2 separate regions of the Sus scrofa genome follow, and region 2 is linked to region 1. A link is a contact called in public Hi-C data. All regions are on one chromosome and are shown on one strand. The core of a region is the stretch at or near the end of the contact, and the rest is flanking DNA. Distances in the headings are between cores, read along the strand shown. Region 1 overlaps CGNL1 (cingulin-like protein 1). Region 2 overlaps CGNL1 (cingulin-like protein 1).

Region 1 (4,749 bases), core at 1,190-3,689:
GCAGTCTCAATTGCCTGGGCTGGAGAGTGGAGGTTATGTGGAGTGCATGGTCTCACAGGGTGGGCCCTGACCCCAATCCTCAACCTTTGGGGGGAAAAGACCATATGGAAAGTGTTTTCCTACGTTGAGTTTTTTTGGACCAGGCCAACAAAATGAAGCCATGCTGTTGACTGGTTTGTGAACTTGCTAATCTTGTCACCATTTGGGGGGAAAATGTTAATTTGAGGATGCTGTTGAACTTTTAGTGCCTGAAAAGTTGCACCTGAACAGCAGTAGTTAAACTGTCAACATAATGGTACATTCTGGGGGAAAAAAAGCCTATGTAAATATGGACTAAAATCGATTTATTTAAACATTTCTCTTCAGAGTAGCCGCTTTGATATTCTAAAGTGATTAGAAGAAAGTAAGTGAAGGAGGAGTTAGAGAGGGGCTTCTTCCTGTAGAGAAATGGTTCAGCGTTCAGAGGAGAGATCTTGGGTTTGTGTTTAGACTGCCCTGCTGGCTTCTCTTTCTTTTCCCCTTCGAGTGGGGACAGTTAATTTGCTTGTACTGATGGGGTGTGGGAGGAGTTAAAGAGTTTAATGGCCTCCTTAACGCCCTTTCCCTACCTGCAACATATTTATCCAAGAGATGCCATTGACCTTTTTAAAAACAACACGGCTGATTTTGTGCTTTTCCTTTCTTTCCCTCCTGTGATCCTGGCACTGAAGGGCAGTGAAATGGCTGAGAGGCATTAGAGGAGAAGAACAAAGTTCAAGGGGAATTGTAAAATTGGATAATTTTCCCTGAGTGACCGAGTGCTTACTTTATTCTATCACATGACATTGCTTTTATCAAGAAACAAGCTATGGCATGAAAGCCCTGAAAGTGGAAAAGAAAAAAAAAAAAGGGGTGGGTTGATGGGAATAGTTACCGGGGTTGACAGACTTTCCTGTAGGGGAAGCTTAGTGGAGCTTTCAGTCAAACACCCCAGTCCAACCCCACTTGCCCTTTCTTTTTTGGGCACTGTCCCTTGTCCCCCAAACCAGGATCCCTGGGAGGGAGAGTGCATCATCTTAAATTCATCCCAAAGTTTTGTTGTTTCATTTCTTTCTCTCTTTCTTTTTTTTTTTGCTTTTTAGAGCCACACCCGTGACATATGGAGGTTCCCAGGCTAGGGATCGAATCAGAACTACAGCTGTGGGCCTACACCAGAGCCACAGCAATGCCAGATCTGAGCCGCGTCTGCGACCTTCACCACAGCTCACGGTAATGCCAGATCCTTAACCCACTGAGCGAGGCTGGGGATCAAACCCACAACCTCATGGTTCCTAGTTGGATTTGTTAACCACTGTGTCCACGACGACGAGAACTCCTGGTGTTTCATTTCTTTATTCACTCATTTAACACATTCAGTTCTTGTAAAGACCCCACTCCTGGCAGAGCTCTGGATGGCTCACTGAGTTCTTGGTAAACAGGGTGCAGTCTCTGAGTTATGGAGCTTGAGATGTAAACTGGTGTTCTAGTAAGCTGGGAGCTCTTACACTCACAGTGAGCATGAAGAACTGGGGGTGGGGGGTCCCAGGTTGCACCTGGCACTTGTCACCTGGTTAGGTGGATAACTTGTCAATTCATGGGGCACTGCAGGCCCGGGGAAAGCATTACTCAGGTTTAAAATCTTTTATTGAATCCCTATGTCAAGTTTTGAATAACTGATTTCAGTTACTTTGCTGATGGAGGAGAGGAAAGAGTTTGCACACAGATCATATCTGGGGAAGGCGGAGAGTGAGGAAAGAAGAGACAGGATTCTGGCAAGAGTGATTTGCTTCAGGGGTACTTAAGCTAGCAGTGCAGGGAAATGACCTGCGGCCAGGCAGCTGGCAGAGAATGTGCCTGGATCTGTTTTTGGCATGTTGGCAACTGGCAGCAGAAGCTTCGTGAGTGGTGGCTACCTCTCCTGTGCAGCAGAGCTGGAAGGGGAGTACGGCCACTGTAGCACTTTTGAGAGCAAGTGGTTTGGTTTTGTCTGTGGCTCCAGTCAGTGTGTGGACTTCATTATTTATCATCCTATTGTCCCTTTAGCTCAGCTTTCCTTGAACGTACAGAAAACTGGACTTGACGCTGCTTTGGGAAGGCAGTTTCCAAATAGCTGGCCTGCAGAAGTAGTCACTGCAGTTCTGTTTGTTGATTGTCCACCTTGCATGTGTTGGGTGGCAAGCGGAGCCTTGTCCCCCATTGCTCAAAAACTCAAACATTCCTGAGAGGCAGGTGGCAGCGGCCTCATTTTACAGATTAGGAAACTGAAACCCAAAGAGGTGCTGGATCTTGGGCAGGTGATGGGAAGGAATGGCAGCCTGATGTTGCGAGTGCTTGGGAGGCCTGAATTCAAAGGTAAGGCCTTTCCACTGGTCCGTGCACCTCTGAAGCAGAGCTGATTGAGAAATTGTGTTTCCTGTGCCTTGTTTTTCTGACATCACAGTTCCCGTCGGTCTGGATTGATTTACTGTTTGCTTCTACTAGATGATGTGTAATATTAGACTGAAGATCACTGCAGGCTTGTCATCCCCAGGGAGATTTTATGAAATCCTATTTTTTCTGGCTTTTTTCATGGAGAGGATAGATTTGGCTGTTGAGGAAGGCTCCGAATGGATCCCAAATCCTAGGATAGAGAGAAGTTATCTCCACATTTCTTCAAGCCCTGCAAACCTCTGAATTTTTGGAGATAATTGGTTGTTGGGTAAGAGATGAAAAGCAAAATGCAGTGTTAAACATTCTGGAGCAAAACGAAGCCGTGCACGTTCAACTCCTATTTACGTGGTGCTCCTGACAAAAACAAAAGGTCGCTGCATTGTAATTACCACAAGCTCTTAAAATTGCACATAAGAAGGGTTTAGAGGGTTTAGAGTCGTGCGGACCTGTAATTAGTAAAGGTGAGTTGAAAACAGGGTTACTCCATGTGTGTCCATTAGTACAATGGGCTCTGGCTCTGCGTTTCACCCTAAGAAGGGTCAGCCCCGGGGAACGTTTCCAGGGGACTCGGTGGAGGGTCGTCATGGAGTTAGTGTTTGGGATTAGCACACAGGGCATTCGTCATGGGCGATTTCAGCAGCCTGCCTGGCAGCGTCTTGTTTCATAGGGTGGGTTTGGTCCCCTGCTGCCCAATCCCAAGGCTTTCTGCTTCCCTTAGGTAGGGGATGTGGAGGCCCACTACTTTAGTTTTCTTGTATCTAAAGCCCTTTTATTATTAATAATCTTTCCCTCTTGTTTATCTCTTTGCTATAGGATTGAGGCAAGATGATCTAGATTTTCTAGTCTTAGCTTCAATAATTCAAATTTTACCTCTCTCTCCCCCTGGCTCTCCAGCCCTGCATTTTATTGCATGTGAAACTGGCACTGTTTTCCCTTGCAAATTGGAGTCCAATCTGGGCAGGACACCCTGCGACTAAGACACCTCCCAGGGGTCCTGTGACGTCAGTGGTCAGTGCTGTTGGTCCCATTTGCCAGTTGAGGAACCTGGTGAGGTCTTGAAGTTGGTACTGAGTGGGAGTTTGGGGATTCCAGCCCAGAGTTTGAGCCGCTGTAACAGCTGCCCTCTTGTGATTTTGTCACAAAGGAAAAAGAAATGGCCGGTTTTCGAAGTCATGAAAAGGGCCTTATGTATATCCTAGGAACTAATCCATATCCTTGAGCTGTATTGTAGCTGTGTTACAGGTAGCTTAAAAAACAAACAAAAAAAAAGATTTGCTTCTCTACCATTTTTTTTTTCCTCTGAGATTTTTATCCTCCTTATTAAAAACAGTGACTTACTCAGAATTACACAGCAGCAGCTGAAAAGTTGATTAGCCTCTCTCCTTGCCCTAATCAAATATCAAAAACCTGGAAAGTTTACTGAGAGTGGTGATTACAGTGAAAGCTTTAGGAGTTGGAGAGGTACTGATAGAGAAAGAATGGAGGGAGAGATAAGAGAGAGGAGTTTGCTAAGGGACTGCTGGCTGAAGTTTACCAAATTTAAGATTTTTTTTTTCACTTGTGAGGTTCAGGTTTGGGGCTTGAGCACCTTTGTTCCACATGCAGTCAGCCCAGCTCAGCCCTAACTGTCTGCTCTGCCCCGAGTCACCTTTTTGAGGGGTGAGGTGGGGTGTAAGGTTAGAGGAACTAGGGAAGTGGGGGGCGGGGGATTAGAACCACTAGTAGCCTGGTGCCTCAGGTCTGGTCTGCTCAGGGCATGACCACCTCTCCCTATGGTTTGGGTACCTGCAGTGAGTCCAACTTCCTGGATGGGGTACAGAAGAGGCAGAGGGTCACCATATTTCCCAAGAGTCTTCCCCAAATCAGTGATTCTCGTCAAAATAGCAAATGTTCCTAGAGCACTTCGCTCCAGTCCTGTCTGAGAGAGTTTAGCATAGCAGCTCTGTGGAGTGGGTACTGTCTTAAACCCATTTTACAGGTGCAGGAAAGAAGGCTTTAAGAAAATATGTCACTTGTCACAGCTCTGTGGCTCCCAAGTGATCAGATCCAGGGTTCAAACTCATCTGGCCCTGAGCTGTGCCTCTCTGGGCCCTGAACCCTGGTTACTGCACGGGCTCTTCATTCATGCCTTTGATGCACCCACTCATTCATTTCTTCACAAATCATTGACTGCTTACATATGCCTTTATCTCAGCAATTAGATCCCCATCAGTGCCCTTTGCTAATGACAGAAGAACCCCCTGAAAACCAGTAAAGAGGAGGAATATTTTGACTAATCTCACGTCCTTGAGTCTAGCAGAA
Region 2 (4,343 bases), core at 1,226-3,725, 160 kb after region 1:
GAATTGAGTGTCAGGCTATTCTTTTAGAAGAATTAAAGGCAGCCTATCACATTTGCCAAAAGCCTTGGTTTCCAAAAGACTGAAGAAAAATTGACTGCTCAGTGACAGTAACTGTGAAGTTTTATGGCCACGCATTTGTTCCTTCCTGTTCTCCACTCTGATTTATTTTACACTTCCACTTTAATAGCCATCTCTGGCGGGGAGGCGGTGGGGTATAAATAATTATTGTTTTGTGTTTCCTTTGGAGAGTCACATTTGCCTGGGGCACGCTGGGGAGGTCTCGAACCCACGGAGGCCTCTGGAATGCTGCTTTCCCGAGGGCCTCTGCAAAGGGGTTGGGGGGGGGGCAGGGTGGAGGGGGGCATTTCCTGGCAGGATCCAGAATTTCCCGGCAGTGGCGCTAAGGAAGCAAGACTTTGGCCAGTGGCTGCTGCTTTACGTTGAGGGGTTTGTCCTGAACCTCAGCCTGGGCCCAGGGCGGAGAACCCCTTGGGTCCTTCAATCCCTCCACAGAACCTCCGCCTCTCGCCTCCTGCTGCTTCCCTTTAGGCTCCGTGGTCTCCCCCGCCCCCGCAATGAGCTCTTGCCTGTCCTGCATTTTGCCCTTCATTGAGGAACCTGGGTCCTACAGGTTTGCAGCCCAAAGCTGCTTCCCCTCTTCCTGAGCCTCCCACCTGGAAAGCAAGGGTGCTGACTTCTGCCCCTGCGAGTTCCAGGAGGATTAATGGGCTCAGACGCAGACACGTAGTTGCTCCGCCCCTGTCACCAGAGGCTCTTGCTTCTTTGTGTTTCCCTCCTCTTTCCTCAGCCTGGAGCACAGCTGTGGGAAGTCACCACCCGGGCCCCCAGACAGCAGGTGCTGTCCAGCTGCGAGGAGACTCTGGCCTCTGCCCTGCCCACCTTTTACTGCCTCTTGCTGGATTTGGACCTCACACCCTGTAACAACTGAATTTCTTTCTCTACAAGCCTCCAGTTTTTCCTTATCCTTTCACTTTGGGGGAAATAATCTCACTTCTCTTCTTTCTCTCTCCCTTCCTGCTCCCTCCCAGGCCTCCGAGCTCCAGGATCCTGCTTCCCCCAGCCTGGCTGGGTCTTCTGTGCTCTAGGTCTCCCAGGGAGAGGTTCTCTCCATGCTGCCCCCCCCCCCCCGGGGTGGGGGGAAGCTGGATCCTGCCTGTCCCTCCCTGGATGGCCTGTCTCCCGTCATACTCCCATCCTGTTACAGTCCATCACCCACTGCGTCTTCCTCTTCTGTGATTCTCGCCCTTGGTCTGGGAACAGTGTGGGCAGATGGCTTGCAAACTCCTCCCTCAAGCTCTGCAGCTGACCGCCTGGAGCCTTGTCTCCCAGTCTCTGCAGTCCGGTTCTGCCTGCCCAGCCTCCCAGACCAAACTCCCCGCATCCGACATGCCTTTTCCTCAGTCCTCCTTCCGCCCACCTTCCTCAGGGCCTCCCTTCTTTTGCTCTGGGGACGGGTCAGCATCCTGGTTTCCTCCCTGCCTCCCCTCATAACGTGGAGCAGGAGGCCTTCCCAGACTCAGTTCCTCCTCCTCCTTCATTCCTTTCTCCTTAGTGAGCTCTTCCATCCTGTGGCTTCACCTGGCATCATGCAGCCTCCACACCTGTGTGTGCAAACACCCCTGGACTCCAGGGTGGGCAGGCATATTTACAGTACCCACCTCATTGGGGGATGGTGGGAGGGAATAACACTCTAAAAAAGCAATGCAGGGCTTCTGTCCTTTCTGTCCTGGTCACAGTACTATTGTGGGCCCCGTGTGACTGCACCCTGTCTATCACTCCACCTGTCCCCTTGGCTCCCCACCTGTGCTGCCTCTCTCTTACTTCCGCCCTGTCTCATCGGCTGCATGTTCTCTTCTGCCCCCTCCCATCTCTTCCTGACTCTGTCCTCCCCCACCCTGTGTTCCTTTATCTGGAGGGTTTCCCTGGCCCTCCAAGTCTGGGTGGGGTGTGACTCCCCCCCGATGTGTTCCACCCCTACTCCCTCCTTCCCTATCTCGGTGACACTGACTGCATGTACCAGGCCAGTTTGTCCCCTACAAGCCTGTGATGAGATCGGATACTGTGTTGGTCTTTTTGTCACGATGTCCAGCCTAGGCTGATGATAGGTATAGTCTGAGGAATGAATGCACCCACCCCATCATTCCAAGACCACCCCTCCCCCCAGCACACAAGCCTGTAAGTTCACAAACACACTCTACCTCTGAGCTTGACAGAGGGGGGTCTTTTCTGGGGACGGTCCTAAAGATCTGGAGGGAAGAGATGGTCACTGTAGCTAAGGATGGAGCAGGGGACTGCAGCTGCCTTCAGGGAGAGCCACACACACAGCACCCCAGGGCGCTTTTGCTGTGTCACAGGCTGCCTTGTTCTAAAATGAGTCTGCATCCCAGAGGTGAGCTGACCAAGGTCATATGCAGAGCCAGGAAGAGAGCGGGGCCCCTGCTGCCAGCCTGTGTAATTGCTTCCCATTGCAGTGAAAGTTTAACTGTGTCCTCAGTGAGGCCTGGCCTCTGCCCAGCAGGCGTGAACAGAACAATTTCCCCCGAGAGGCATGTCGAGGCCCCGTGGCCCAGCTGTGCTGACAACCTCTGTGGGTCACAGCTGCATTCGGAGTGGGGCTGTGAGGCTGCATTCATTACCCCTGGACTTTGTGCTTATAGAGCGTTACAGAAATCATTCCAGGCCCTCTTTGCAGCATGTGATTCTCCAGGCAGGGGGCACAGGAGGAGTTTTAAATGCTCTGCCTGCTGACCCTATGCAAGGCTGGCATTTTTTCCCCTGCTGCGTATAAGGATGCCCCAAGGAGACTGACTGCCTCCCAGGTTTGGTTTTTACGTGACAGCTGTCTTAACCCTAAGTCCATTTGAAGTTTTTTCCACTGAGTTGGTCTAGGGAGCCAGAGCACATGGGGCTGTGAGCTCTGAGTTGGCTTGGCTCCCTCCAGGTACATGGATAACTGCCCTGGACCTCAGTGTCCTCTGCTGTAAAATTCAGAACCCCGGTGCCTTAGAAGCCTGCCGGTCAGAAAGGCAAACTTTATTTTTTATTTTTTGGACACACAGATTCACCCTCACCTGTGGGCAGGGTCCCAGCTTCCTCCTGTGGTGCCAAGGCCTCCATGTACCAGCCGTGACAGTGGCCAGCCTCATTTCTTACCACTCCGTGTCACCCACTCTGGACCAGCCACACCACTCCACTTGTCACCCCGTGCAACACTGTGGTTGGGACAGTGGGAGATGCAAGCCTAGCCTGTTGTGGTGACACCTCTCATTATTCATAGAACTGTCAGCTCTTGCACTTGGGGTGGATGGCAGGGAAGGAATGACCTAATCTTTTACTCAGGGGAGCTTGTATAGCCTGTGAAAATCCAGGCCAAGAACAGATAAGGTGAGAGTGTTACAGGTCTCCCCAGGCCTCAAGGGACTGCTATGTGCACACCTCTTAGCTATGTTGGTCGCTGACCTTAAGGAGCAGGCAGCTTGATTTTCCTGGTTCTCTGGGTGTCTTCAGGGCGCCCTCTATTGGACGGTTCTGGAAACAGCATCTGGGGCCTCTGCCTTTGAAGTTCCTTTCACCTGTGCTAAAGGGGATGGGAGATGGAGATGCTGACAGGCAGGTGATGGGATCTCTTTCCAGATGCTGCCCAGCCAGGCTCATTTCCTATTACTATAGAAGAAATCCACAGTAGCACTTGGCCTTTGCCAGGACACCTGGAGCATTCTTGCTGACTTCTGTTTCTGGCATAAGAAGGGAGAGATCTAGTAGCATCTGAGATATGCTGACTGCGGAAGCCTTCTCTGAAGCTTGAACTTGAATGCAGCAGTCAGGAACTCAGGGAAATCTCAGCCCCTCTGTTGTTAGTTGTGTAGCTCTCCAGCAGGTTGAGTGACTGACTTGTCCCAGTTTGCCCGGGACTCCTGCAGATTGAGCAGAAATCCTATGTCCCAAGTCCATCCTTGGTCTTGGGCAATCTGGGAGGGCTGGTCACCATCCAGGGTGATTAGATTCTCGGAGCTGTGATGTCCTCAGCAGAGATGATATTACCTACGTCATCGTTGTCGCCGTGGGGTTGTTGTGGGGCTGTCGTGGGATACTGCCTATGAAATGCTGTGCAGGTGTTCAGTTCTCTAGGGCTTCATCCCAGAGCACTGTAAAGTAGATGGCCTAGAACAGCTAAGATGTATTGTCTCAGGCTCTGGAGGCCAAAACTCTGAATTCAAAGCATTGGCAGGGCCATTCATCCTCCAGTCCTGTGCAAGAATCCTTCCTTCCTTCTTCCTGCTTCTGGCAGTTTGCTGGCAATCTTGGTATTCCTTGACTTGGAG

The links. Hi-C and Micro-C count contacts between places; a contact is called where the count stands out from the background.
Region 2: a Hi-C map of liver shows a contact between it and region 1, with 2.3 times the contacts expected there. The contact joins two enhancer-like sites. A contact is called at or near these places in 1 of 5 promoter capture datasets (liver) and 6 of 47 Hi-C or Micro-C datasets (fetal liver, liver and skeletal muscle).

What each region holds. Positions count from the first base shown.
Region 1 is chr1:114,591,286-114,596,034 of Sscrofa11.1, reverse strand. All of the region lies in intron 1 of CGNL1 (cingulin-like protein 1), which reads left to right. Among named protein-coding and RNA genes, the nearest start is that of CGNL1, 35 kb to the left of the region's middle. Within about 2 kb of position 2,439, at least 4 of the 83 cell types and tissues checked have an H3K27ac peak or open chromatin away from gene starts, as enhancers often do. A contact at or near this core is called in fetal liver and liver, where this site is marked.
Region 2 is chr1:114,431,808-114,436,150 of Sscrofa11.1, reverse strand. All of the region lies in intron 14 of CGNL1 (cingulin-like protein 1), which reads left to right. Among named protein-coding and RNA genes, the nearest start is that of MYZAP, 48 kb to the right of the region's middle. Within about 2 kb of position 2,475, at least 18 of the 83 cell types and tissues checked have an H3K27ac peak or open chromatin away from gene starts, as enhancers often do. A contact at or near this core is called in fetal liver and liver, where this site is marked.